Linked DNA regions of Mus musculus: all the other regions are linked to region 6. Evidence: chromatin contacts called from public Hi-C and HiChIP or PLAC-seq data. All regions are on one chromosome and are shown on one strand. The core of a region is the stretch at or near the end of the contact, and the rest is flanking DNA. Distances in the headings are between cores, read along the strand shown.

Evidence for each region. A called contact is a pair of places that touch in the nucleus more often than the background predicts. HiChIP or PLAC-seq counts read pairs in DNA pulled down with a chosen protein or histone mark.
Region 1: a contact with region 6 is called in an H3K27ac HiChIP or PLAC-seq map of SST interneurons, with 7 times the contacts expected there. The contact joins two enhancer-like sites. A contact is called at or near these places in 3 of 484 Hi-C or Micro-C datasets (cerebral cortex, cortical neurons and nephron progenitors) and 2 of 115 datasets of contacts at active chromatin or transcription factors (SST interneurons and neural progenitor cells).
Region 2: a Hi-C map of cortical neurons shows a contact between it and region 6, with 6 times the contacts expected there. The contact joins two enhancer-like sites. A contact is called at or near these places in 2 of 15 datasets of contacts at CTCF or cohesin (large pre-B cells and pro-B cells), 5 of 484 Hi-C or Micro-C datasets (cerebral cortex, cortical neurons, embryonic fibroblasts and 1 more) and 1 of 115 datasets of contacts at active chromatin or transcription factors (neural progenitor cells).
Region 3: a Hi-C map of cortical neurons shows a contact between it and region 6, with 6 times the contacts expected there. The contact joins two enhancer-like sites. A contact is called at or near these places in 1 of 15 datasets of contacts at CTCF or cohesin (pro-B cells), 5 of 484 Hi-C or Micro-C datasets (cerebral cortex, cortical neurons and forebrain), 3 of 115 datasets of contacts at active chromatin or transcription factors (SST interneurons, VIP interneurons and neural progenitor cells) and 1 of 9 other capture datasets (embryonic stem cells).
Region 4: a Hi-C map of forebrain shows a contact between it and region 6, with 2.8 times the contacts expected there. The contact joins two enhancer-like sites. A contact is called at or near these places in 2 of 484 Hi-C or Micro-C datasets (cerebral cortex and forebrain) and 2 of 115 datasets of contacts at active chromatin or transcription factors (embryonic forebrain and embryonic stem cells).
Region 5: a contact with region 6 is called in an H3K4me3 HiChIP or PLAC-seq map of forebrain, with 5 times the contacts expected there. The contact joins two enhancer-like sites. A contact is called at or near these places in 2 of 15 datasets of contacts at CTCF or cohesin (large pre-B cells and pro-B cells), 1 of 484 Hi-C or Micro-C datasets (cerebral cortex) and 3 of 115 datasets of contacts at active chromatin or transcription factors (embryonic forebrain, forebrain and neural progenitor cells).
Region 7: a Hi-C map of cortical neurons shows a contact between it and region 6, with 2.6 times the contacts expected there. The contact joins two enhancer-like sites. A contact is called at or near these places in 1 of 15 datasets of contacts at CTCF or cohesin (large pre-B cells), 5 of 484 Hi-C or Micro-C datasets (cerebral cortex, cortical neurons and forebrain) and 1 of 115 datasets of contacts at active chromatin or transcription factors (forebrain).

The regions. Positions count from the first base shown.
Region 1 is chr13:82,705,725-82,709,166 of GRCm38.p6, reverse strand. No RefSeq gene overlaps it. Among named protein-coding and RNA genes, the nearest start is that of Mir3961, 9.1 kb to the right of the region's middle. Within about 2 kb of position 1,391, at least 4 of the 459 cell types and tissues checked have an H3K27ac peak or open chromatin away from gene starts, as enhancers often do. A contact at or near this core is called in SST interneurons, where this site is marked.
Region 2 is chr13:82,506,002-82,509,588 of GRCm38.p6, reverse strand. No RefSeq gene overlaps it. Among named protein-coding and RNA genes, the nearest start is that of Mir3961, 190 kb to the left of the region's middle. Within about 2 kb of position 1,273, at least 8 of the 459 cell types and tissues checked have an H3K27ac peak or open chromatin away from gene starts, as enhancers often do. A contact at or near this core is called in cortical neurons, where this site is marked.
Region 3 is chr13:82,905,846-82,909,235 of GRCm38.p6, reverse strand. No RefSeq gene overlaps it. Among named protein-coding and RNA genes, the nearest start is that of Mir3961, 210 kb to the right of the region's middle. Within about 2 kb of position 1,350, at least 3 of the 459 cell types and tissues checked have an H3K27ac peak or open chromatin away from gene starts, as enhancers often do. A contact at or near this core is called in cortical neurons, where this site is marked.
Region 4 is chr13:82,618,538-82,621,992 of GRCm38.p6, reverse strand. No RefSeq gene overlaps it. Among named protein-coding and RNA genes, the nearest start is that of Mir3961, 78 kb to the left of the region's middle. Within about 2 kb of position 1,777, at least 15 of the 459 cell types and tissues checked have an H3K27ac peak or open chromatin away from gene starts, as enhancers often do. A contact at or near this core is called in forebrain, where this site is marked.
Region 5 is chr13:82,592,608-82,596,240 of GRCm38.p6, reverse strand. No RefSeq gene overlaps it. Among named protein-coding and RNA genes, the nearest start is that of Mir3961, 100 kb to the left of the region's middle. Within about 2 kb of position 2,305, at least 7 of the 459 cell types and tissues checked have an H3K27ac peak or open chromatin away from gene starts, as enhancers often do. A contact at or near this core is called in forebrain, where this site is marked.
Region 6 is chr13:81,942,919-81,946,187 of GRCm38.p6, reverse strand. No RefSeq gene overlaps it. Among named protein-coding and RNA genes, the nearest start is that of Gm41009, 57 kb to the left of the region's middle. Within about 2 kb of position 1,672, at least 50 of the 459 cell types and tissues checked have an H3K27ac peak or open chromatin away from gene starts, as enhancers often do. A contact at or near this core is called in SST interneurons, cortical neurons and forebrain, where this site is marked.
Region 7 is chr13:82,560,394-82,563,908 of GRCm38.p6, reverse strand. No RefSeq gene overlaps it. Among named protein-coding and RNA genes, the nearest start is that of Mir3961, 140 kb to the left of the region's middle. Within about 2 kb of position 1,253, at least 7 of the 459 cell types and tissues checked have an H3K27ac peak or open chromatin away from gene starts, as enhancers often do. A contact at or near this core is called in cortical neurons, where this site is marked.

The DNA of each region.
Region 1 (3,442 bases), core at 142-2,641, 760 kb before region 6:
AGTAAGTCCTTTTTAATTTGGAGTTACCACTGTATAACTAAAAGAAAACAATTTTGGAGCCCTTGTCTAGAAAACTATTTATTATCTAGAGCTTTTGTTCTAATAAGTTTTCCCTATATGCATGTTTACACTTCTGCCAAGACTTTCACTTTGTGGCATTATTTTACACATATCAGTAATAACTGTTGAAACCTTTGTTCTTGTCTTGCTATTTATGAGACGCTATTAAATACGTTTTATACCATTATCCATCTTAAATCCCCACACCCAACACTTTAGTCCGTAGCTATTAATTCTATTTTACATATAAGAAAAAAAACACGACACAGGTAAGTTAACATGCATAAGTCACACAATACCAATTAGATGAATTTATATAGTCAAGAGTGTCTCAAAAGTACAAGTAGCCTCCATAATACACACCCAAGGTCATTTGCACATAATAATCTCCAGTGAAGTGTTTCCTATTTGACTGGCTACTAGTTATATTTGTTTCCTTTAGAGAGTAGAATTCCCCAAAGACCACAAAATAAACAGAAGGCAATTTTATTTACTATTTTTTTTCACTTTGATCTTTGCATGATGTCAAAACTAAAGTCATCAAATGCTCAGTGTCTTCAGGGCTGCATGGAAATAACAAGTATGTTTTACAATTATCAATTTCAACTTAAGAAACTTTGTATTGCCCCAAAAATTGGATCCATGTTATTTTATTTTTACAGTCTAATGCTCTGGGCAAATGCAAGACAACCAGGATCCAAGGAGAAGAAATTTCTGGTAGCTTAATCTTATATATCAATGAGTTAAAAGCACCTAGTCATTAATGGTGCTACTAAAATTAAAGTCAGGTAGGTTTATAAACTGATAGAAATATTTTGAATGAAATTAACGATTTATTAGGCTTCTTTAAACCCAAATCAGAAAAAGTAAATGAGGGCTCTTCTCAAGAGCAAAGTGTGTTGTTCTAAAACAGCTCTCCATTTCCAAAGATAAGAGGCACATTTTCTTAGTTCTTTCGAAAGTGAATCATTTCTCTGAGGAAAACTGATCTCTTCATCCTCTCTAAAATATTTCTAAGAAAAACTATTATTCAAAAGAAAATAAATAACATTTTTTCCTAACAGGCCAAAGAAGCCACAATCAATGCTAGGGTTTCTGATGACATTAACTTTTCCGAGACACGAAAGCAAGACACTGCTCCTCGCTCTACCATCTGCTGCAGATATTTTAAATTTCTAAAGCACTAACAATGATGCAATTTGCTACATTTTGAGCTGCATTTTACAACTCTCTCTTAGCTGAATTACTATTGATGACATTAAAACCCTTTACAAATCAAGACAACACATTTGCTTGCAGTTCCCACCCAAGGACTGCTAGCAACTCTTTCTGTGCTGAGTGTACCTGCACCTCAGTTTTGGTCAGCGATATTTAGACACTGTGACAAAATGAGGGCCAGAGTATGTTAGTCATTACTTAAATCAGAAAATGCCCTCAGAGAAACTGATCACTGACTATAGGAAAAGAAACTAGGGGCACAGTGAGCTATGGTTATAATTATTTTTCATGATAAAACTGTATTATCCAGAATTTTGGAAATAAAATATCAGGTTTAACTAGCATAGTTTATGTTACTTACCAGGAATAAAAACTTAAAACTATTTATTCATAAACACAGATGCAAAAAAATCTAGATAATTACTGATAAAATTAACTCCCTGGAAGAACTGTAGTAATTAACATAAAATAATAACAACAAATTAAAATTTAATATTCCCTAAAATTTGAATAAGTATTACATTTTATAAATTGGTTGTTTCAATTGACTCCTTCATAGTGTATTTTAGTGAGTGATAGCACAATACTGGCCATTCTGTGCTAGTGTTTGCTTAGCTGGAGAGAAAATGAAAGTTTTAGCTTCACTAAACACCTGAGGGATTGGGGTTACTAGTTCCGACTATCTGAAATGACTTGCATCTGGTAATTTCTAAATTTGACAACATTCTTGAAACATTTCCTTAGAAAAATGACACCTGTCAGAAAAAAATTAGCCAGATAAAATAAATCTCCATATATAATTTGTGTAAAGAAAACTAATCATTTCAGACCTTCCTTTTTGATGTCTTAGCCCGTTCTTTCCTTTCATGGTTGGTTCGTTTAAGAGATTTTCTTTTTATGCTCAAATCCTCGTATTAATTTGTATTGCATTTCTTCATCACTAAAATAAACCTGTTGTTACTATATGTGCTAGGAAGCCTACACCTACAATTGCCCTTGATTCAAACATATTTTTTTTATTCACTGCACGTATTCTACATTTGAATTTTTATATTAAAATAATTTACACATACATAGAAATACGTGTTTCCTTTGAGTTCTATGATTTGGATAAAAGCAACTGTGTGTTAAGGAATCCTTTATTCCTAGTGGCTTCCTAAGCAGTACCAGTGCTGAGTCCCCATGCCTGGAAGTAGCAGTGCTTGTCATTTTATTTTTATTACTGTGCAGTTAGCTAAAGTGAAAGGGTAGTGAGGTTAGAAGCAGGTGGCCAGACAAGATGGAAATGAATTATTGGAGAAAAATCACTGACATTGCTTGTCATAAAGGGAAGATAATTGAAAAATAAACCCAGCAATTCTCAAAATTATCCCAGATGTTTTCACTCAGGCAAATATTTGCCCTTCAGAGGTCCTTTGTCCTTATACCATAATAATTGAAATAAATACTAGTAATACCTTACTCTGTGCAACTATTTTATCTTCAGTTGTGTGACAGAAACTCCCTATGAATTATTTTATACCACTGACTCACTCCTACAAATAATCAAAATTTTTGTCTGTAATTGACTGGAGTGGAGCTGAGAAAACATGTTGTCTATGTCTCTCAGTCATGTGACTTACCTGTGCTTGCCAAGGCTAGCACCAGAGGCCACACTCAAAACTCTTCATTGCTGCATGTCATTCCAATTACATGCAAACTTATTTCCGGGGAGAACGGTCTGAAGTAGGACAACCTAAGAATTGAAATGTAAATAAACTCATTTCACTATTTTGGCTGGAACAATAGTTCAGTCTGTCAAGTGCTCACCAAACAAGCGTGCAAACCCAAGTTCCACCACTGGAACCTAGGTAGCAAAACCTGATGTACTGGCCTGAACTTTTAATCAGAATGCTGTGGAAGTAGAGATAATATGATCTTTGGGGCTTGCTCATGAGCTAGCCTAACTGACTCTGTCAGGTGCTACTGAAGGTCAAGGCCTGCATCAAAAGCAAGATGGCTTGTTCCTGACGATTTACAGTCAAGCTTGTTCTCTGGCCTGTACATTACTGTCCAAATATATGCATGCTCACCTTCATAAACATGCAATACAATACAATACAATACAATACAATACAATAAAGTCAATAATTTATTGGGGAAAAGCATAAAGGTCTATGAATAT
Region 2 (3,587 bases), core at 24-2,523, 560 kb before region 6:
AGCTGCAAGCCTGGCTCAGTTGGGGGTACATTTTCAAAAGTAAGCTCATGGTATAAATAAAAATTGGCTTAATTATTATTTTCTATGCATGTCACTCAGTTTCCACAGACCTTTTCTAATCTGTGGTAGAAAATTTGCAGGGGAAGATTAAGAGCAGAACCACAGATGCAGAGAGAGGGAAACTAAGATTTGCATTGAACAATAGTGTCAAACGTTAAAGAGACATCGAGGAGACCCACTGCCAATGTGTTACGTCCTGCCTAGATCCTAAACAGCTGCTCCACTCTGATAACCCTGAGGCTCTATTGCCCATTTGAGAAATCTGTTTAAATTTATTTGTTTCTTCATGATTCTCTTGTCCGGGAATGTAGTTGTTGGACTAGCCCAAACAGGTACCATTGTGTAAAGCGTTATTCTCAGTAAACAAAGTAGCTGCTGAATTTTTGTTTAAAACATCTTTGCAATTTTGTGTTCAAAAAAGATACAGAAAATCAGTTTTCATATTGAAATAATTGCCTGGGGAATTATAATCACAAATTATTCTTTGAGTTTCAGTGAAATCTCCCTTTTCTTATGCAGTTACAACATAAAGATAGCTTTGATACAAAGCAAAGCCTACCAAGATTGGACAATTAGACAGCTAACACCAAAGCTAACCCAACATACTCATCCTGTTTGCTATGCAGTTTTATACTATGTGGAACTTTATAATTTTCTCAGTATTATTATATACATTGTGAATTAGAAATATAATATACATCATTGTGTACTGTATAATATATAATGTGAATTTTAACTAAAATAAATTTAACATATGTCTATTGAAAGTACATATTTATTTAGTGTAAGACAGATTTTAAAAACTCCAAAATAGAAATTTATTTGAAAAAATAAAGACTGGAAAATACAACTATACAATTTACAAGTCTACATAAGTTCTTTGGCACAGGAAAAATAATTAACAATTCTCTACTAGCATTTGGATACCAAGATGAACTGAACTAGGCAAAGAGAAAAAAGAGAGTTGAACTCATTATATGAAGAATTAGAAAAGCTAGAATTTTAAAGTTTCTTTCAGCAACTAGTCTGCAGTAACTCACAGATTACTAACAACTTATGCAAGTTTTATATGCCGATTCCATCTGCTCTTCATTAAAAAAAAAGCTCATTGCCATAGCAACTGCCACATGCCATGGTATTTATGCTGCATCTGATGTACAAAGCATAGTTTGTGTAGGAAGGAGTGTGTGTGTATATGATGTGGCAGCTGTCGTCTCTGCCATTTTGTTGCTGCTCTATAATAAAACAAGTAGTGGTTATGAATACTCATTTGAGTAGTTATACTAGTGCTCATTTAACTAAATCTTCACCCAAAAAATCCATGTCTAATCAACACACTGGGGTTTTAGGACAGCTAAGGTTACATAGAGACTCTATGTTGAAAAGTAAAGCAGTCAGTACAAAAGCACAGACATTTATGTATCAATGGTGGAAAGGAAACCTAAGCCTTGTCACCCACTACCACACTTTCTCGTAATTTAAGGAATAAAATGCCAGTGAGGTTTTCACCAGGATCAGTGTCAGTTTCTGTTAGTTGCTGCTGATACGTTGTAGTTTTTATTCTCCAAATCATGTATATTTTTTTTCATTTTTACATTCACCATGCAGAAGCTGTTCCACAATAAAGATTAACTTACTATTAAAATGAAAAAGATGAGATGTGGTTATGATATATATGAGAAAGACAGAATGCACATTGTTCTATTTTTGTAATTTTGTTTTTAAATTCTAGTTTTAGTAGAAAACAGTGTCAGGTTAGAAACAAAAAGAAGTGAATTTGTCTGTTTTTACTTCCAAATGATAAAAACATTTTTTTTAATTCCCAAAATACCCAAATCTCTGGATTCTTTTACTTGAGGTATTTTTTTATATATATTTTAAGAAGTGCTGGAGAGCTTTCAATGTTTTCAGACTTATTGTGGCAATTTATTGTTAAAACAAAAAACACTTTGATAATACAAGGTTTATTATGGCTCATGTAACTAGATCAAATATTTAGGTACAATTTCATAGTCAGAAGAAAATACAGAGAACATCCACTAGCAGTAAGATAGAAATGTCATGGCATCAAAATCATCCAAGCTAAAAACCAGATGTTTTCTTTTCTAAAAATTAATTGTTTAATATATACTAAATTCACAAGAGCCTAATGATCAGAGCCTCAAAGCCTTCAGCACAGAAGCCAAGCAACAGCTCGACCACGCTCTGGCTCTCATCTATGCTCTTGCTTGGAAAGACTTCACTATGTTTTCTACCCAACTTCTTTGCACATACACCACCCTCCAAGCTGTAACACGGTAGAACTTTGTAGTGATCTTTCAACATCATGAAAGCCTGATGGAAACCTGCTACCTCTGAGGAAGATAATGAGAAAGAACCTTAGAACAGGTAGAAAACTGGGAGTTCACAGGTGTAGCGTGAATATTGCTCCTCCTTCACTTTTCTACGTTTAAGTTTCAAAAAGTGATGAATGGAGACTAAGAAGCAGAAAAATACAATGAGAACCAAAACCAAGAGCATGGATTTTAGAGGATGCCTATTTTTCTCAAATGTCTACTTAAAATGTATTTATAGCACAGATTAAATAAAACTATATACATGAATATATATGTATATGTAGTAAAACTTGGTATGAATGACAGTCATAGGTTCATAAATGGCTGTGTACATTAATTTGGTCCATTTGTTATCTACCCATGCAATTATTCATTTATTCATTCAACAAAGTTACTGATAATTCTACAAATATAAGTTGTCCTTCTTTCAAAGTACTAATCTCCCTGAAAACTGTCATCTACTTTACAATAAGTACTTTGAAATCTTTGAACATCTTTAAATTCTGGTATAGATTTTGATAAAAGTAGCATTTAGTTTTGCTTTATTTTGGAGCCATAGCTCCAGCTAGACTAAGCTACTGATGCAAATTATTTTTCCTTTCTATATTTGTATAATTTTATTCTAACCTAAATTTGAGTGTTAAAACAAAAATTCAGGAGTTAGTATGAAACAGGTTATAATTTGTCAAAGCATTTATCAACTTATAATTCAGCATGAATTCAAAGTTATAACTATTGCCAATTTTTTGAATGTCCAAGCCACACCATGCAGTATCCATATGCCAGTAGAAAAACCTTAGCTGTGTCTATAAAAGTGAGAGAGAGAGAGAGAGAGAGAGAGAGAGAGAAGAGAAGAGAAGAGAAGAGAAGAGAAGAGAAGAGAAGAGAAGAGAAGAGAAGAGAAGAGAAGAGAAGAGAAGAGAAATATATATATTCCTGCACTGTATACTAGCAGATGGGATTTCAGGTGCCTACATCATCACAGCTATTATTAAATTATCTTTTGTGATGATACCTCAGGTAGTCATGACTTATGCAATAGGGAGTTAGGGAGACATCTTCAGTTTCAAAAGCTATTAAAATTTCTTGCAGGTGTGTTTGAGAGAAGCACAGCACAAATTCATTTGCACACTATGAGGATAAGAGACATGCAGCCCAGTCACAAGGGGCAATTAACACAAACAGTGTGAG
Region 3 (3,390 bases), core at 101-2,600, 960 kb before region 6:
TCAAAAATGTTTGTCAGTCCCAAAATCCTAGTATGTATTTCAAGTGGTTAGGATTTTAATATTTTTAAAGCCTGGCTGCCATTTTGTTGTAGCAACTACACAGTGTGGTTTGTATATAATTCGAGGACAAATTTTTATATCACTCTTTTCTTTTTATATGTTGTAAAAAATTAATTTATTAGAACTAATTAAGATAGGATCAACATTTTGAAGAAGCAGTTTTATTTAAAAAGCAAAACCGAACCAAACCAAATTAACAACAAAAATAAAAAAGATCACTCAAAGTGCTGTCGGGTGGCCTATGGATGATTTAAAAATCTTTCTTTAAGAGGTGGGATATGTCAGGTGGTGTCCAGTATTCCTGTATCTGAAGTGCCTATATTTCAGTGACCTATACAGGTGTAAGCTTGTATAATAAGACTTGACAATGAAGAGACATTTGCTTATAAATAACGTCTCAGGGAAGAAAATGCCTAACAATTTTTACATATGCAGCATTCATCCCATAAAAAGAATAGAAGTATCTTATCTTCTATTCTGCTAACAGGTTTCAGCAGTTTTCTGAATACTTATGAGTAGCTCAGAAATTCATATAAGTTCATGTAATTCACACAGCATCTGCTGTAAAAAAAATAGTGATAATTTACATCCAATTAAAATATCTCTCATTAGATAAAATGATTTAATAAACCAACAAATTTATATAAGAGGATAGTATTCACTGGGAATAAAATGACTCAATTTGCTATGCAAACAAAAAAATCAATGAGCAGAAAACTGGAAAAGGAACACGTCCAATGTCTTTTATATAAAATTTTAATTTGTTGACTTAAAAAGAAAAACGGTGTCCTTACTGTCTTAGAATTTATGTGAGTTATTTAAAAAAGCATGTCTATTCATTGGATGAAATTCTTATTAAATTGCTAAAAATACATTTCTGAACTCCCTGTATCTGGTACAGAAGTAGAAATTTCAGTAATGTTTGCTACATATTATCACCTTCCTGCTTTTTTAATGTTTTACAGTTGTATTGCATGGGACTGTATGCAATCTTGACATAAAAGGAAATTAAAGTTTGTAATTTCTTTTTATGCTATAAGATTCCGTTACCTTTAAAATAAGCTTAGATCTATCTGGCAGGCAATTATGCAAATGCATTCTGTAAGGGCATATACTAATGATAAACCATGAAATAAACTCAAGAAAAAAAGAGGTGTCGAGCGAAGAAAAAAGTAAGTCTTGCTATTTTTTCCTTTAAATATTTTTAGGGCTCTTCACCACTGCTGTTGGGTCATCTCTCTTAGCTGTACTCCAGAGCCTTTGTCAGTCTGGAGGAGGCAGCCATGTGTCCATGGCTGCTTATTTAGAATGGTGAAGACAGATGGCCTGGAATTGCTGGAGAAGACCTTAAAATATATTATAAAGAGGAAAGGAAAGAAAAAGAAACAATGAGAGAGGGCATAAAAAGGAGACAAATATGTGGCAAAGAAAATCACAAACACACACACACACACGCAGGCATACATTCACGGGTGAGGATAGACTTCAGAGCAGTAGGACTGGATTTAATATAATTACTTCTTTATATAGAAGCTCAAATTTCATTGTTCTTGATATTATCTCTGTTTAAGGAGTTTTGAACAGCACAGCCCCTCCTGTTTTGACAGAGCAACCTGGGTAAAGTGTGATATATATTTGCTTCTCGTGCCTCCCAAGCTTGGACTGTGAATTTTGAATTGTACAAGGTCTAGAGCTTGACTTATCTGAATCATACTGAATGAACCATACTGAAACCCATGACACCTTAACTCAATGTTTAAATACAGTTTCTCAAAATTATTTTGTCTAGCTTATCACCTTTCTTTACCCTTTTCTATAATTTTTAGGAAGATATAAAATATATCTCAGTAAAGACCTTATTGAGGGATGGTTTATGTATCTTAGTTATGGGAGAGGAAGAAAAAGATAGTAATGTGTTAGTTTGAGAATATCAGTGCATAACAGTATGTTTTCAAATTGGAAGGCTCGAGGAGATATTTCAGTAGGATAAAATGGCATGAATTGATATCCTATTATGCATTTTGTATGAACATCTTCCCATTTTCCAGCTTCACTCCATTCCTCCAGGCTTCCGAGTGTGCCAGGTAAAAGCATACTAGTGTATCCACTGCCAGCTTCTCTCCTACTTCTAAAACAAATAATAGACTTCAAATTTCTTCTTTCTGCTTCCTGAGTTGTCATGGTTATCAAATAACACCTCCAAATTCTCTCTCATTTTAACTTTTTTGATTTTTCTGCTTTATATAAACAGGCTGAACGAAGACAGAGGAAAAAATAACCATCAAGTTTGGGATTTATAAGTAGTGAAGGAAGCATTAAACATGAAATGCAAAAAGAAATGATTTCTTACCCTCAAATGTAAATTAAGGTTTTTAGCTCAAAGTATTAAGTCTAACAAAATACCTGAGTTTTATAGTGGTTCTCTTAACAAGGTCCTGGAAACAACCATACAGCCTGTTAAACTGTGTTGTGGTTAGAGATCTTCTACGAGGATCCTTGTCTTCCAATGAAACAGCAGAAAGGATGTTGGATTTCTAAAGTAAATCAAGGGACTTTTTTGGATACCAGGTCCTTTAAAAATAGAATGGTCAGAAGGTTCATAAACAGAGAACTTGAAATGCTCAATACTTTTGTCTTACAAAAACATCTGTTGCTCATATGAACATTTTGAACACTAAATGCTTCATCTTGTCCTAAGGAGGTGTGCTGGGTGGTGGCTTCCTGCGGACTTGGCTCCAAGGAGGTCAGACTAACTCCCTGCCCACTTGGCTCAGCAATATCCCAGTGGTCAGCACGTCTTGCCATAATCACATAGTGGCGCCCCAAGCCCGATTCTAAACTGTACTTTGTACCTTCTAATGAAAGCATCCCGAAATATCCTTAACCACTCAGATTCTGGAACAACCATGACCTCAGACTGGACCAGAGTTTGCTCAGCAAGAATGGCTGGTGAAAAGCTCCCTGTGTGACAGACACTCCTCCTGTCCTCACTAGTTTTTGTCACTTTACCTTTTATTATTATGAGAATGAGCTGAGAAGCCTGTGACATAGCGATCCTGGACAGAAACGTGTTACACTATCACACAACAGCACAGTTTTGATTGTGTTTGAAATACTGTCAATAAAGAACAAGGTTTCAAAACGTAATTATAAAGAACATTTCTGTTTAAATCTCCAATAATAGAACTTAAAAAAAGAAAAAAACAGCTCACTCCTTTCACTTGTTAGAAAAATATTTATTCTGTTTCATCAACAAGAGAGAGTATTATCCTGCTTTTAAACATAGCATCCCCAGCATTCCTTTTTCATCAAAGTACATCCAAGTGGCTG
Region 4 (3,455 bases), core at 528-3,027, 680 kb before region 6:
CTGTAATCTATTAATTGAAGGGTCCACTGGAGGTTGATAAGCCAGCAATGGCTGTACTGCAGCCTCATTTTCTCTCACTGAGAGTGTGCTCCATCCACTGAGTTCTTACCTTGCTGTCTCAAATTCTTAATTCTTTTGCTTTTTGCAGATGGCCATTTTTCTTTGTATTAAGTCCCAGATCACCTTACTCTTTTGAATAGATCCCCCACTTGAACCTTTCCCATGATAGAAGAGCATTGCTCATTTGGAATGAAACAAACAGCTTACTTTAAGAAAACAAAAGGTTGTTTCCTTTGTTTGCTTTGTCTATCAACACTAGGAGATTATTATTTTTTTAAAAAGAAGCAAGGGCTTACTCTCAGTGCATGCTATTTCTGAGTATGTGAGCTCTCAGCAGCCTTCCATGGTGTCAACCCATTATATACCTTTAAAAAAATATCTTGCTTCCATTAAACTTTAAGCTGTCAAGTATTACAAGGAAAAGATGCAATTTTTTTCACTGCAGGAAAGGTCTGATTTAGTAACAAGCTATATGCTAACCGAGCAGCAGAATCCACGTATAATGTTTCATTGACATGGAAAATATGCTGTTTTTTTTTTTTTATGTGTTTCAACCTTGTTTTTTCTTTAAAAAATATGAAGTCTGCTTTGCTTTCAAACATAGCAGACACTAAAAATTATATTACTCTTACATTTGTGGATACAAATCTCAGTATTCAAGTACACACAAAATGCAGTTGGTGTACACATCATCTGCATAGGAGACCGTTAAGAAAAAAATTTAGTTCACTCTACTGTCTAGCTTACATGTTTAATATTGATTTAATTAGTCATTTAATTCCAAACACCCTTATTATCTACTTGTTTGAAAAGGCTATTTACTTTCACTGCAATGCATATATTAAAACAAGGGACTAAATAGGAAGCCAGACTTGTGGCCTGGAGCTTTCTTGCTGAAGAAATGGTGTACTCCTCCCCCACTGTAGCTTGAACATCACAATGTCAAATATTCTGCACACATTCCCAAAGGAATCTGCAAGGCTAATTAGGGTGAGCTTCACCATAAAGAATACAGTTGTTAAAAGAGCTTCTGTACACATGAGAGTAATGAGCATGCTTTACTCACGCTGTGATTTGTTACTGCAATTTGCAGTCATATATCTCTTAGGAAATAACTCATATGTTGTTATTTATTGCATGTATGATTATTAATGATATATTAACAACTGCTGAAAGCAACTTATTTCACCTTAATAACTCATATACTTAGCTCAACATTTAAAGAGCCAGAGAGGAGTCAATATTTCTAGAGGGCTACTCTCTTTGTTTTGTTTTATTTTTATTCTCCAGGATAGTAAAACAATATACTTACAATAGTGTAAGAGAAATATTATTTAGTTTATTAAAAACAATTTTATTATCATGATGATAGAATAATGTTTTTTTAAAGTGGGTCAATTGCTATTTTTGAGTCATTTACAAATGTAGATGGCTTTTATAATCCAATGCCTGATGTTCCAAAAAATATTAAATTTTGTGGCAGATATTATTAGTGACTTAGGAAGGGGCAGGATCACATTGAGAGCGAATTTTTCAATTACTATTATTGGGAGAGATGTGTTGCTGCTCATCAAATTGAATCCAAATACAGAGTAATATAAATGCTTCAGATGCTGTGATGGCAATTTATCCTGCGTTAAATATTCTGGGGGGTTAAGCTACTGACTTAAGCATTATGTGTGAGGCACAGCACTACTCAGCGCTCATGGAAACTCAGCCCTGTGCTGCTTCCCTTCAGCACTGACAGATTGTTACCAATTAACTACTATCCAAATGTCTTCTGAAATCAGAACCTAGAAAGAAGAGAGGTTTTTGTTTCAGGAATTAGAAATACAGCACAGATTTTTAAAGTTTCATGAACCATAGAAGCAATAATTGGAGTGAATTCTAGAGTCTAAAATCCTGTTTTGGCTACCTAAATTCATGGGTACTGTATTGCATGCATAGCAGCAGAAATCTTTTCCAAAGATATAAATTGCATTATATGTGTGTGTTATATTTCCAGGGAGACAAAAGATCCTGCCTTTTAAAAAATTTAGAGATCTGAAGAAGGTATGGCTCTGTGTCAGGAATTTGCACAGATAGTGTTTTTTATTGGAAAATATAAAAAAAAACTAATGCAGCTTTGATGATCAGGAACAGCGATTGTTGTCACAAAGTGATACAATATGAAGAGACTGAACCTGTGTTGCTAATTACTCAGGCATATCAAATCATTTGTGGTAGATACTCATCTTCATGAAACATTAAGAACTGTATTTTCAAAGAATATTGTCAGAGCAATAAAGAAAGCTGGTCTTAAACACTGCTTTTGAAAAATACATGGCATTGCCTAATTTTCTTGTTGTGTTTATTTCTAAGTGCACTGAACCTAAAACAGTTAACTGGAGGCATTCAGCCTAACACTGGAGGAGTGTGACATCATTTGCAAATGCTAAGGATTAAGACAGTGTGTGTGTGTGTGTGTGTGTGTGTGTGTGTGCGCACGTGTAAACGCAATGAACCTCCAAACAAATAAATAAGCAAGCAATGTGGTTGTGTCTTCAGAACAGACTTTCTAGAAGGCTGTAGGGACAAGACTCAAGGGAAACAACATATCTGCATATCTAAGGAGAATGATAACAACATCAGAAGAAACAAGTGCATATCAGGATTGAAAAGGCTGCAGGAGTTTGCAAGCAGATGTCAAAAAGCATACAGGGAAATGTCATGAAAAGTATAACAAGCAGCTAAACTGGTTGCAGAGATTAGGGTGCTAAATATATGCATGATGAGCACACCACTCTGCTTCACAAGCAAGAAGTGGGAATGGAGCTTCGTAAATAATTCCTGCAGACAAACCTGGGGTTAAATATCAGCAGGCAGAAGAGCAAATGCATTTCTACTTCTTGCCTCAAAGTACCTGGTCCTGCAAGGCTGACAGATGAAAAGCACGGAGTTATAGTAAGTAGAAATAGTAAAATATGTCAGTTTTATAAAGGAAATATAGGTAGAGATCTAGAAAATTTTGTGGAAGTCGCTAATTTTCAAAACCACACTTCAGTAATTAATACAAATAGGAATCAGAGTTCCAAATTAAAGAAATGAATTCATGTCCATTACAAAAATCTTTTCACGTGAATAAGATTTCTAAGCCTAGCCTAAAGAATCCTTCAGACAATTTTTTTGAGATATCTAAATTCTGATTCCAATAAAAATTATGGTCACATGATGTAGCAGTTAATAATCTATAAGGTTTTGAGGCGTACATTATTGAGACAGCTACTGTTAGCATAATATTTACCTTAAAATCTTATCGGGAATAAGATCAAAGCAAATTCCTACTTTCTACTTTTGTGAGATCATACTCAAATAAGCTCACTATTCCACAAAATATATAGTCTTTTACAAGTTGT
Region 5 (3,633 bases), core at 1,056-3,555, 650 kb before region 6:
TGTCATGTTGCAAGCCTTTTGAGCCAACTCCACTCCATCACAGTCTTTTTCATGATGGGCAGAAGAGTTTCAGACATGTAGGCTATCCAGTAACTTTAGGGCCATTAAAGATCAGCGAATGGAGTGGAAACTTACTCTCTATCACATTGTATATGTTCATATAACCTAATCAGAATTATCTAATTTGGTAAAAGAAATCAAGTTCTATAGATGCCGATATTTTAACGTAAATTGCTGTTCACTCTGTGATGACAAACTAATAATCAGGAAGTTTAGAATTTTTGAAGAGCAGTTCCATAAAATGTGAATAACAAAGGCCCAGAGATAGCAGATTAGATCATCTTCTCTAAGAAGAATGGATGACATGTTTGCTTGGGGAGTCAGCCTATTTGTGTGCACACCCTATCTATAATTAGTGTTCTCCCTGGGGTTGACAGATTCTGCTAGGGTAGGATTACTTTTGCTATTTCACAGTATCACTGCTATATGAGGCTGGTTACATCATTCTAGCAAATGTCCAGTGCATGAGGAAACTGAGAGGTTTGGCTCAACCAGAGAAAGCTCAGGTTCAGCCATGCATACCCTCAACTTCCAATCTTGTATTTTCCCTGTAGCATTTCCTGCTTGAACCACACAAAAGTCTTCTACATGGTCAATGTAAGCATTTCAGAAACATTATTTGGATTACAGATTAGCCAGGAACAATGATAAATGGAATAAAAGTTAAGTTTAACAAAAAAATGAACTTACTGGTTAGAAAGGTACATCCACAATAGCAGAAACAAGGTCAAGGGGTCTTGCATTTAAGATAAAATAAATAAACGTTTTAAAGTTTTTTTTTTTAATATAAGGGATATCTGGGCTTATTGTTTGTATGTAAGGACAAATAGCTCAAGTACATACACACGTACTTTCAAAGTGTAGGGTCAGGAAACATAGTAAGTCCTCTATACCCCTTCTTAAATAAAGCAGTTTTCAACTTTCTTAGACTGACACAAATATCATCATTTTCTTAGAAAATCCTTCCTGACTCCCCAAATGACTTATTCTCTCCCTCAAGCTCTCTCAAGACTTGCTCAAATGGGCTAATATGGAACTTACCATTTTAATATATTTAGGTATAGATTTATCTTCTTGAGATGAAGCCAGGTATGATATTTGATTTATCCTTATAACTTTAAAACCTAAGCAATTCATAAGGTGGATACATAATTTAGGTGAGATGAATTGATTTCAAATATGACTTGCATCTTCCATGAGATCAAATTATGCATGTTAGACATCCCAGAGTTTTAATGAATCACTTCATTATCTCCATAGCCACATAACGTTGTTGTGAACTCTGCATTAGATAGGAACTTTATTCATGTATTAGATAAAAGGAAACCAAAGTATGCAGAAATTCTGTGGAAATTGTGAAAGGAATAGGTAAGTTTCAGATACAAGATGAATTTTCTCTTTGTACTGTCTCAAGGCCAACAGAGAAGTATGGTGGACAGAAAGAAATAATTCCACTGAACGCCTACTGTGGAAGAGCATTAACTATCTGTTATTGTTGTACCAATAACTACGTACAAAGAAATGAATGGTTATTTATATTATAATAGTGATGTCTGTGGGACATTTGAATAATTTCAGTTTAGAGTTTTAATCTCTCTGATTTTCAAAGCTTTCACAGGAGTAATGCTCTATAATGTTAGGAAAGGAATGCTTATTCATAAGCTATTTCTTCATTCTTTAGTCATTAGTAAAAATGGGTCATAGATCATGTCATGTTGTCTGTAACCTAGTTATAATTATGGCAGAATGGAAGTTTCAAAATCATGATTTCTTATAGAAACCTTTAAAATCTCATTAGCTTCTGATAATTATACTAATATCTAAAGCTTGAAAATCACAGAACTAATTTCATCAGAAGATCAGCTGTGAACATGTTCTTGAGAGGTTTTCTTTCTCAACTTCCTGGGAACAAAAGGAGAAGGCAGCTTCAGGCTCTAACATGACACCCTATTTATGAGGCAGAAGAATACGTTCAGGGAAGCAGCACATCGTGAGTGAGCGGATTCAGAAGTGGAGAACGGGAATATTAGAGCAACATCTCGAAATGCAACTCTGAGACTGGAGAAGCCTCTTCACTTGTGATCGATTTGCATCTCTGCCTGTGTCTGAATTCATATTCCACAAGCACAGATGGAGGTGTGATAGATTTTTTTTTTTGAGCACATCTATTTATTCAGATACCGGATTCAGTCTCTGAGTAGGGAGATGGTAAAGGCTGCTGTGAGCAGATGGCACATAGGCACTATGACTTTCGAAACAACATTCTTTAAAGATAAGTGGCACAGTAATAATAATAATACTTAGCACATATATTGCACCTTTGTTCTGCCAACATTAACTAATTAATCTTCAGTAGACCCCTGTGAGATAAGTAAGTGCTTATAATTATCTCTATTATGCAGTCAAGTCAAGTAAGAATGTGTCGGCACATACTGTGGAAGACTTGGCCCAAGTTAAAGGCCGGGTGGATCCAATTTGCATGGCTCTTTAAGATTTCTGCTCTAGTAGCAGAGACTAGTATTTCTAGACACACTGCTGTTTGAGGCACCAAGTAGATTGGAAACAAGATATCATCCAACAGACATCCTTCATTCAGAGGGTATATGCTATAGAATTCTAAATTAGACTATGGGACAGTTGAGTCATTTCTTGAAAGTCCAAGAGGATGCGGTTGATCAGAAGCAGGAGTGAAACTTATAAGGCCCTCCCATTTGAAGAAAACAATGGATTGCCCACATCTCTTTTAAGACTGTTTTTTAAATAATTGTACAAAATAAGGATTTTGAAGAAATCTAAGGATTCCCTTGCCACTAGACATGTCTAAGAACTTTCATATTCAGGTTGTTGGAGTCTAAATAATGCTTTGGCAAGAGAGATTAATATTCCACTGGAAAAGGAGGACTTCTGAGTTAATCAATGATACCATGGAATTGCTTAAGTTCTGAAGCTTTGGTGATGACATACAAAGATGTCTACTTTGGAGATCTGAAATTTGGTAATATGATGTTTGGTAATCTGTGCCATGATATCAAGAGATCTGACCCTGAATTTGGAAAGATATAAGAAAATTAAAACACTTTATTGATTGGTACATCAATAAACAAACCTTAATTTACCATGAGAATCCATAAACAAAATGTATGGAAATGTTTCTTGATATTTGCCATGTGACAAACAAGCAATATTTTACTACTCACTCTATCTCTTAGAAGTGTGATTTGGGGCAAAACACAAACTTTCAGGTTTAGCTTCCTCATCTGTAGAATGTATCTCAATTCATCAACCATACCAAAGTCCAAAGATCCACGGCCAACCGACTTCCTCTCAACTTTGTAAATCAGGTATCATGACTATTTAACATATTTTTATTTTTATTACCATATAATTTAGTTTAATTTGGGGAATATAATTACACTTTACCTCCAATTTTTCTCTTCCATTTTTGAACTACATTCTTTTATGCAAAGGATCTCAAACTTAAAATTTTTAAAATAAGAAGATTAAATGAAAGCAATTTGAATATGATAGTCAGAATCATATTATGAGCTGTATGTCCTGACTATGGGCACACAA
Region 6 (3,269 bases), core at 423-2,922:
AGAGCCTGTCTGTACTCACACATGCGCTGACTTAAAAAAAAAAAATCACATAAAAAACAACATCTTTGCTACAGAGACGTTTTTAACAAGTATTACAGAAAGAGCACCAGCTACCAAAAAGAGTTGCCAGGGCCAGAAGGAGCCATCAATCGAAACAGTTTACATTTCAAAGTTTTTCCAAGAAGAGTGAAAAACGTCTCCCTTCCTTGATGGGAAACAGGAGGAGCTGTAGTGAAGAATCTATTAGCTGCCTTCTTACTCCCCGCTTCGCTCTCCAGAGCAGCCCTTTAACCCTTAGCCTTGCCAACAGGTTAGAGGGAGGGAAGGCAACGCTTGCCTCCCCTGGGGTCCCTGCCCTCTGCCGCTTGCAATGCGGCAGATAAATTCCTCATCTTTGTGAGCGTTCATTGTTCAAGGAGGAGCCTTTTCATTCTGGGGACTCTGCACGATCTCGGGTCACCTTCAGTTCTCCATACCGTGCTCCTCGATGTCGCTTAAGGAGCGATCCTCCCAATCAGCCAGAGGATGCCTTTTCTACTGGAGATAATCCAAGAATTCTCTTATTTATCTCCACTTCATTTTTGACCTGGGAATGGATGGTAACAATGGTATATTTTAATCAAAACTCATATGTGTGCTTTAATTGTTATAATATAGTAAGAAAAGTTTGCATGTTTGTCTCTGTTGGAGTGGGGCGAACCACACATTCTACCATCGAAAAACAAATTTTAAAAGGTGCAAAATTAACACACATACTTTTGTTTGGGGCTTTCAAGTTTTTATTTGCTTTTTCATTTTATTTGTAATCATAAAATCTGATTCTTCTGAATACACTAGAGTAAACTGCCCATTTTTATTTTCAGTAACTAGAAGAGAGGCAAATATAAGTACTAAATCAAGGGGGGGGGAATTAATTTCACAATTAAGTCTTGGGGCTAAAGATAAAAACACTGAGAACCTTTTGTCACTAACTGATGTTCCATTCTGTAGTGCTTGTAATTTGTTCATTTTCCTTCCTACAACATGCCCAATATGCCAGCAATCCTACCATTAGACTCAAATGTGTCACTACATACACATGACCAACGGGAAATGGGTACAACCATAATGAAGATGCAGATAGCCAGAAGCAGTGCTAAGACCTTTGTCTTAGACTGAATGTAAATACAGTAGGAGCAGGAAAACGAAGGCGTAGGGAGCTTCTAATTTTTGTACATACAAACAAATGCTGTTCATCATATCTGCAAAAAGTAGACTTTCTTAGATTGACTTATTGACATAAATTACACAATATCTCTGGAAATCGTCAACAGTTTCTATATCAACATCCCTTGCAAATACCATTGGTTCTCAGTGAACTCCTTCTGACCTCCTGGTCCGAGGCTGTCACTGTGTGATGTACATAATTCTCTCAACACTGATCCATTACCTCTGCCCAGTGTTGGGGGTCAGGCCAATAGTGTAAAGTCAAAGATAATTAGCAGCCCTATCAATAACCAGTTACAGGATCTCCGCCCAAGTGACAGGACAGAAAAGCCAAGAGAGGACATCGCATTATAAAGTGAGAGAGATGTGCCGACATCTTCTCTGGTTCAAGCGGCTGCTATGGACTATCAGCATCACCAGGAGACCTCACTACATTAGCATAAATTCAAATGACAAATGCACAGTGCTATTCAGAGACTCATTAATTTGCAGTGGGTGCCGTGCTCATGACATATTAGTGCAAAATTCAAATGTCTTTGTAGCAATGCGAATTTAGTTGTGAGACCAAAGTCGCTAAAATGAAAATGTGTGGGTTTTTTTAGCAGTTTATTAAATTATGAACTGTGATGACTATATCCGTGCATCTTTTTAAGCAGATGAGGTCCAGCGTGCTCCAGCGGCAAACGCATGGTTTGTGTTGATATTTTCCCTTCAGACAGTTTCCTCGCAGCAGATCAGACTGTCTGCTCTGAGCTCTTGCTGCATACGGGCTGAGAGCGCCCCCTTCTGGACAAATGACAATGTCACTTGAAAAAGAAGACCAGACCATTTATTGTTTTCCTTTCTTATTTTTAACAGAATTTGATATAAAGAATTTCAGGGCCCACCTCAAACCCAAAGAAACCAGCTTGGAATCATTTGTTGTAATAAGAGAATACAACAACTTTCTATGAAACGCCCAAGCATCACCCACTGTCGAAAGTGATCTACAATTATTTTGTATGGCACTTTTTTCTCTAACATCTCACAAAATTGTCCTTAAAAATAATGTCCTGGTTTATATATGCTAAGAAAATAAGCAATGAAATATTGTTAATCATTGTATTCTTGCTCCACAATATCATGGAAAAATTACAATTACTAGGAGTTTGTTTTATCGCTTTAAAAAAAAAAGCAAGCATATCCACAGAGCCTTTTCAACAAAGCAACCACATATGTATTGTATGCATCTCAGTTAAGGAGACAATGAATAGACAGGGTAAAGGTTGACTCACATCTGGTCCAGATGTGGATAGTGAGTTTTCCTGTTTCACAGATGGTAACATCCGCCCAGTTACTTCATTACTCAAAATAGCCTTATCAATAGTGTGTTTCAAATACTAACATACCCCACAATATTAAAAACACTGCTCTAATCAGTAAAATAATGACATGAAGAGAGTTAATCTTCTCTGCAGGAATAACATAGCAAAAAATGTACAATATCAGCCTCTGTGTTTCTCGGGGTTCAGGGTTCTAATCTTGTTGCAGCAGAGTTACACCCCAGGTTTATGAAGTAAACACTCATCAACTCATGTTGATGTTTAATAGTAATAAATGTATATATATATATATATATATGTGTGTGTGTGTATGTATATATATATATATATATATATATATATATATATATCAGTCCTCAGTGGAAGGGCCAACTTGTCAAATAGTAACACACATCTGAATAAATTGGAAATCATATTAATATTTGGAAATAATTTTTAGAATAATAAAAATTTCAGAAATAAGAAATACACACCTTTCAGCCATTTGAAGTAACTAACCTCCACTGGTGTATTAGGAGTCTTCGCTATCAGACTCTTATGTTTATCATGCTTTAAGCTTTACATAAATTACATAAAGTAGAGGGGGAGTCATGGCAAACTATTAATGCTTACGGGCCTAGTGATGTACTTCCTATGCATTTATGATAAGTGCAGGAAAGAAAACCTTCAAAAGAAAGATATATAGTTTTAAATTCCATTATCATAATATCATTAAAGCTGTGCATCATTTTCAACAATTAA
Region 7 (3,515 bases), core at 4-2,503, 620 kb before region 6:
AATATTTTATGTCAAGAAAACAATACAGGCCCAATTTTGTAAGCAATTTTTGCATGTACTATACTTAACTATAAAGAGATTGTTACTTTTAATGAAATGCAAAGAAATCATGATATAGAATATAGTTATAAAACTCTGAGAACTCAAAGTCTTATTTGTAAATCAAGAGTTGAATTTGATTATTATGTCTTTGCCAAATATCTTAGATTTGGTAAAAAGCCCTATCTTATTTTAATTTCTTTTAATGTGATTTCTAATAATTTAAACAGTGTAACATCATACATAATACATGTCAATGCACTGTGCCAATATAGGATGTGCTATAGCTATACTCCTCTTTATATTTAAGATGTATGAACTCAATACATCCTGTTACCCAAGGCAGCCAGGAAGACATTTGTGAAGAAAGTTAACTCAGTACTACATCTCTAAATTAACTGTTTTTTCTTAGGTTTTGAGAATATTTTTAAACCCTGATTAGGTTATTCTTTTAATATATCAACCCAAGGGGCAAATTCCATTAATTAAAAGAGACATCAGAGTTTTATAATAACCAATGCATTAAATGAAATACTGTAAACAGCAAGAAGTTAGCTATGACAAAGGAAAAGCAGACAACAGTTTAAGAGACTTATATAAAAGAACATGAATATACAGTTTCATCCACTCTGAAGTAGAACAATAATAAATACAGAATAGTGATACTAATTGAAGGAAGGATGAAGTCTAACAGTTTCTTGTGCTTTGGGGAAAGAACCTCAAAATATACTAAAAATTTTAATGCTATCTAAAACTTGAAGATGCTTTCAAGAGGTGATCCTTCTCTCCCATTATTTAAAAAGCATTTGAGGAATTTGAAAGCTCTGGAGAAAGAAAATATAGGCTGGCAGGAAGAAATTCCATCTTGTTGGGTCTCTGAAAGAGCGGAGGACTGAACACTTGTAAACACGGTACCTTGAGCAATAGTTGCCTTATGGCTTGTAGTTTGAGGCCAAGAATAGCATGATAAACTTAGAATGTGTTTATCTCTTGGCAGCTTCATTTTACTTGCAAGTTGGAAGGGACAAAGACCAACAATTTTCCACCTACAAAGTACATCTAAGCTGGCAGGAAGCAAAGCGAGTAAGTCAACTTGAGTCTTCAGATCACAGTCATTCTCAAAGCCAGATGGACAGCTTTAGAACAGGAGTGAATCAGCCAATATCTCAAGGCATTTGTGGTTGTAATGTCCTGGATTGGAATGTGGGGGTGGGAGGAAGCTTTAGTTTGAAGTTTTCACATACGTCTAGTGCTATTTTAAGAGACAGGCGGGATGTGTGCAAATTTTTATAATTCCTGATTCCTTGCTAGTTGAAAACAGGTATGAAGCATTTTAGAAACCCTGTCTTTTCTCTCAAAAATAGATTATATAAGCAGATTTTTTTCATACAGTTTGTTGTTTGGGTGTTTCTATACATCATCTTTCATCATGGTAAAAGCGTTGTGTCTGATTCATTCACTGACATAATGTTGGTTATTTAATGATGAAAGGCCAAGGTAGACTTCTGAGTTTTATTTTAAAAGTGCTTAATTTAGGAACAGAATTAATTACATGAGGTGTAGTTGAGAAAAGAAGAGCTTGGGTGCTGTAATTTTTAAGACTGAGCAAAGGAACTTCTTGTTACAAGGTTTGAGACATCTGCCGATGTTGGGTTATTTGTGTTTTAGGGGTGCTATGCTTCAAATTACAGAGATAGTTTCAGTTCTTAAAACAAAATCCTTATTTTAGCCCACGGGATACATTTTTTTCTCCTTTTAATACAATTCTCTTCTGCTTCAAAACAAAACTAATCACCCAAGGTTATTCTCAATAGTGATACTTAGACAGTGCAGGCAAACCTGCTGGTGTAGGAATAGTTAATTTTATGGAGACAGAGTGCTTCTGCTTTGAAAATACATTTTAAAATTATAATTTATTTATATTGTCATAAGAAATAAAGAAATGATTCTATCCCTTTCAATAAGATCATCAAACAGAAAATTATAAAATTATTTTGAAATGAAAATTAATTTAATGAAAATTAAAATTGACTGATGTTTATCTAACACAAAAGGCTCTCTTTATAGGCTGTGTCACGTGGATCAAACCAAATGCCACTTCATACTTTTAAAAACAATTTGAAATTTAAAAGTTTTAATAGGGTTGTTTGTAAAAAGAAAAATAAATGCTCATGGCAATGCATACTTAGAAATAGATGTGAGTACTCCAAGCAAAAGTCATACAACCAAGCTTATCAGTTCGAATTTGTTTGCCCTGCTACATACCCTGAATAATTACTTATTTTCTAAAAAAAAAAAAAAGTAAAATAAAAAGGATACTTCCTGTGGGCTTCCACCTTGCCTGATGTTACAGTATAAATCTTCACATATATGGAGAGCAATTTTTTTTAACTTGAACCCCTGTGTCTTTAATTGGTGTTAAGTGTTCATCCTTCATAGGCCATTGCTACTGCCTTTTTCTTGCATGTGTGGCTGTGAACTCGGGTGGCTGTATAATCTTACTCTGTAGCAATAACACAAGTATATAAAGGAGCTCCTTTAACTGTAATCTGGATTAAAAATTGGTCACATGATGGAACATATACGCGCCTCTTTAATCTAATTATGAATCAAAAATGGTATAGAGCTTCCTTACTGTTAAAGGTCTATCAGTTCTACCCAAAAGGGAATGGTTTAACTAAAATTTGACATTCTTATCAAATCCTTACTCTTTAGTATCAGTGTTTAATGCCTCGGAATCTTATACAATTCATGTAATCAAAACTGAATTTTTTTTTAAAGATTCATAAATCAAGGTGTTTGTGCCGCGTTTGCTTCGCAAAGTTCTCTTTGCCAGATATTATGCTTAAGTTTAATCAAATTACTGGAAAAGCCACAGCTTCAGTATTAACAGTAGTGCAACTTCCAAAAAAGGAGACAGAACCCAAGAAGAAACAAGGCAACTAAAATATTTAAAATATTTTTTCGGCAATAACAAGGACAAAATTGCCAGAAGTGGGAGAGGAGTCAACAATTCACTTCCCAAGGTTTTGAGTGCCAGAAGAGTCTGCCCAAGGAGGGAGGAACGCTGCACTGTTAATGACTGCAGTGGGTTTGGCCTAATACTGCTTTTATTCTAACGTTAATTTGGGTCACCATAACTGCTTACATGAGTGTCTGAATGTAGCTTCAGGTAACCTGGCCCTAGTTGGCTCTGATTAGTAAATTAAGATGCCAGCAGCCAAGGCAGGGAAGACAGAGGCAGAACTTTAGGATTCCCAGTTTGGGATAGAGAGGAGGAAGAAGAAAGAGATCCACCATGCTGGGATAGTGTGGAAGACAGGAGAGAGGCCATGGCTAAGAATAGTGCAGGACGGAGAAGCATGACGTGGCCGCCAAGTGAAGGAGCCAGGCAGGCTCAGCCCAGAGCACAGCCCATAGCGGCAGTCCTTTCGGTCCAGGGCAGCCAAACTAAAATATAGCGTTCAGTAGTAGTA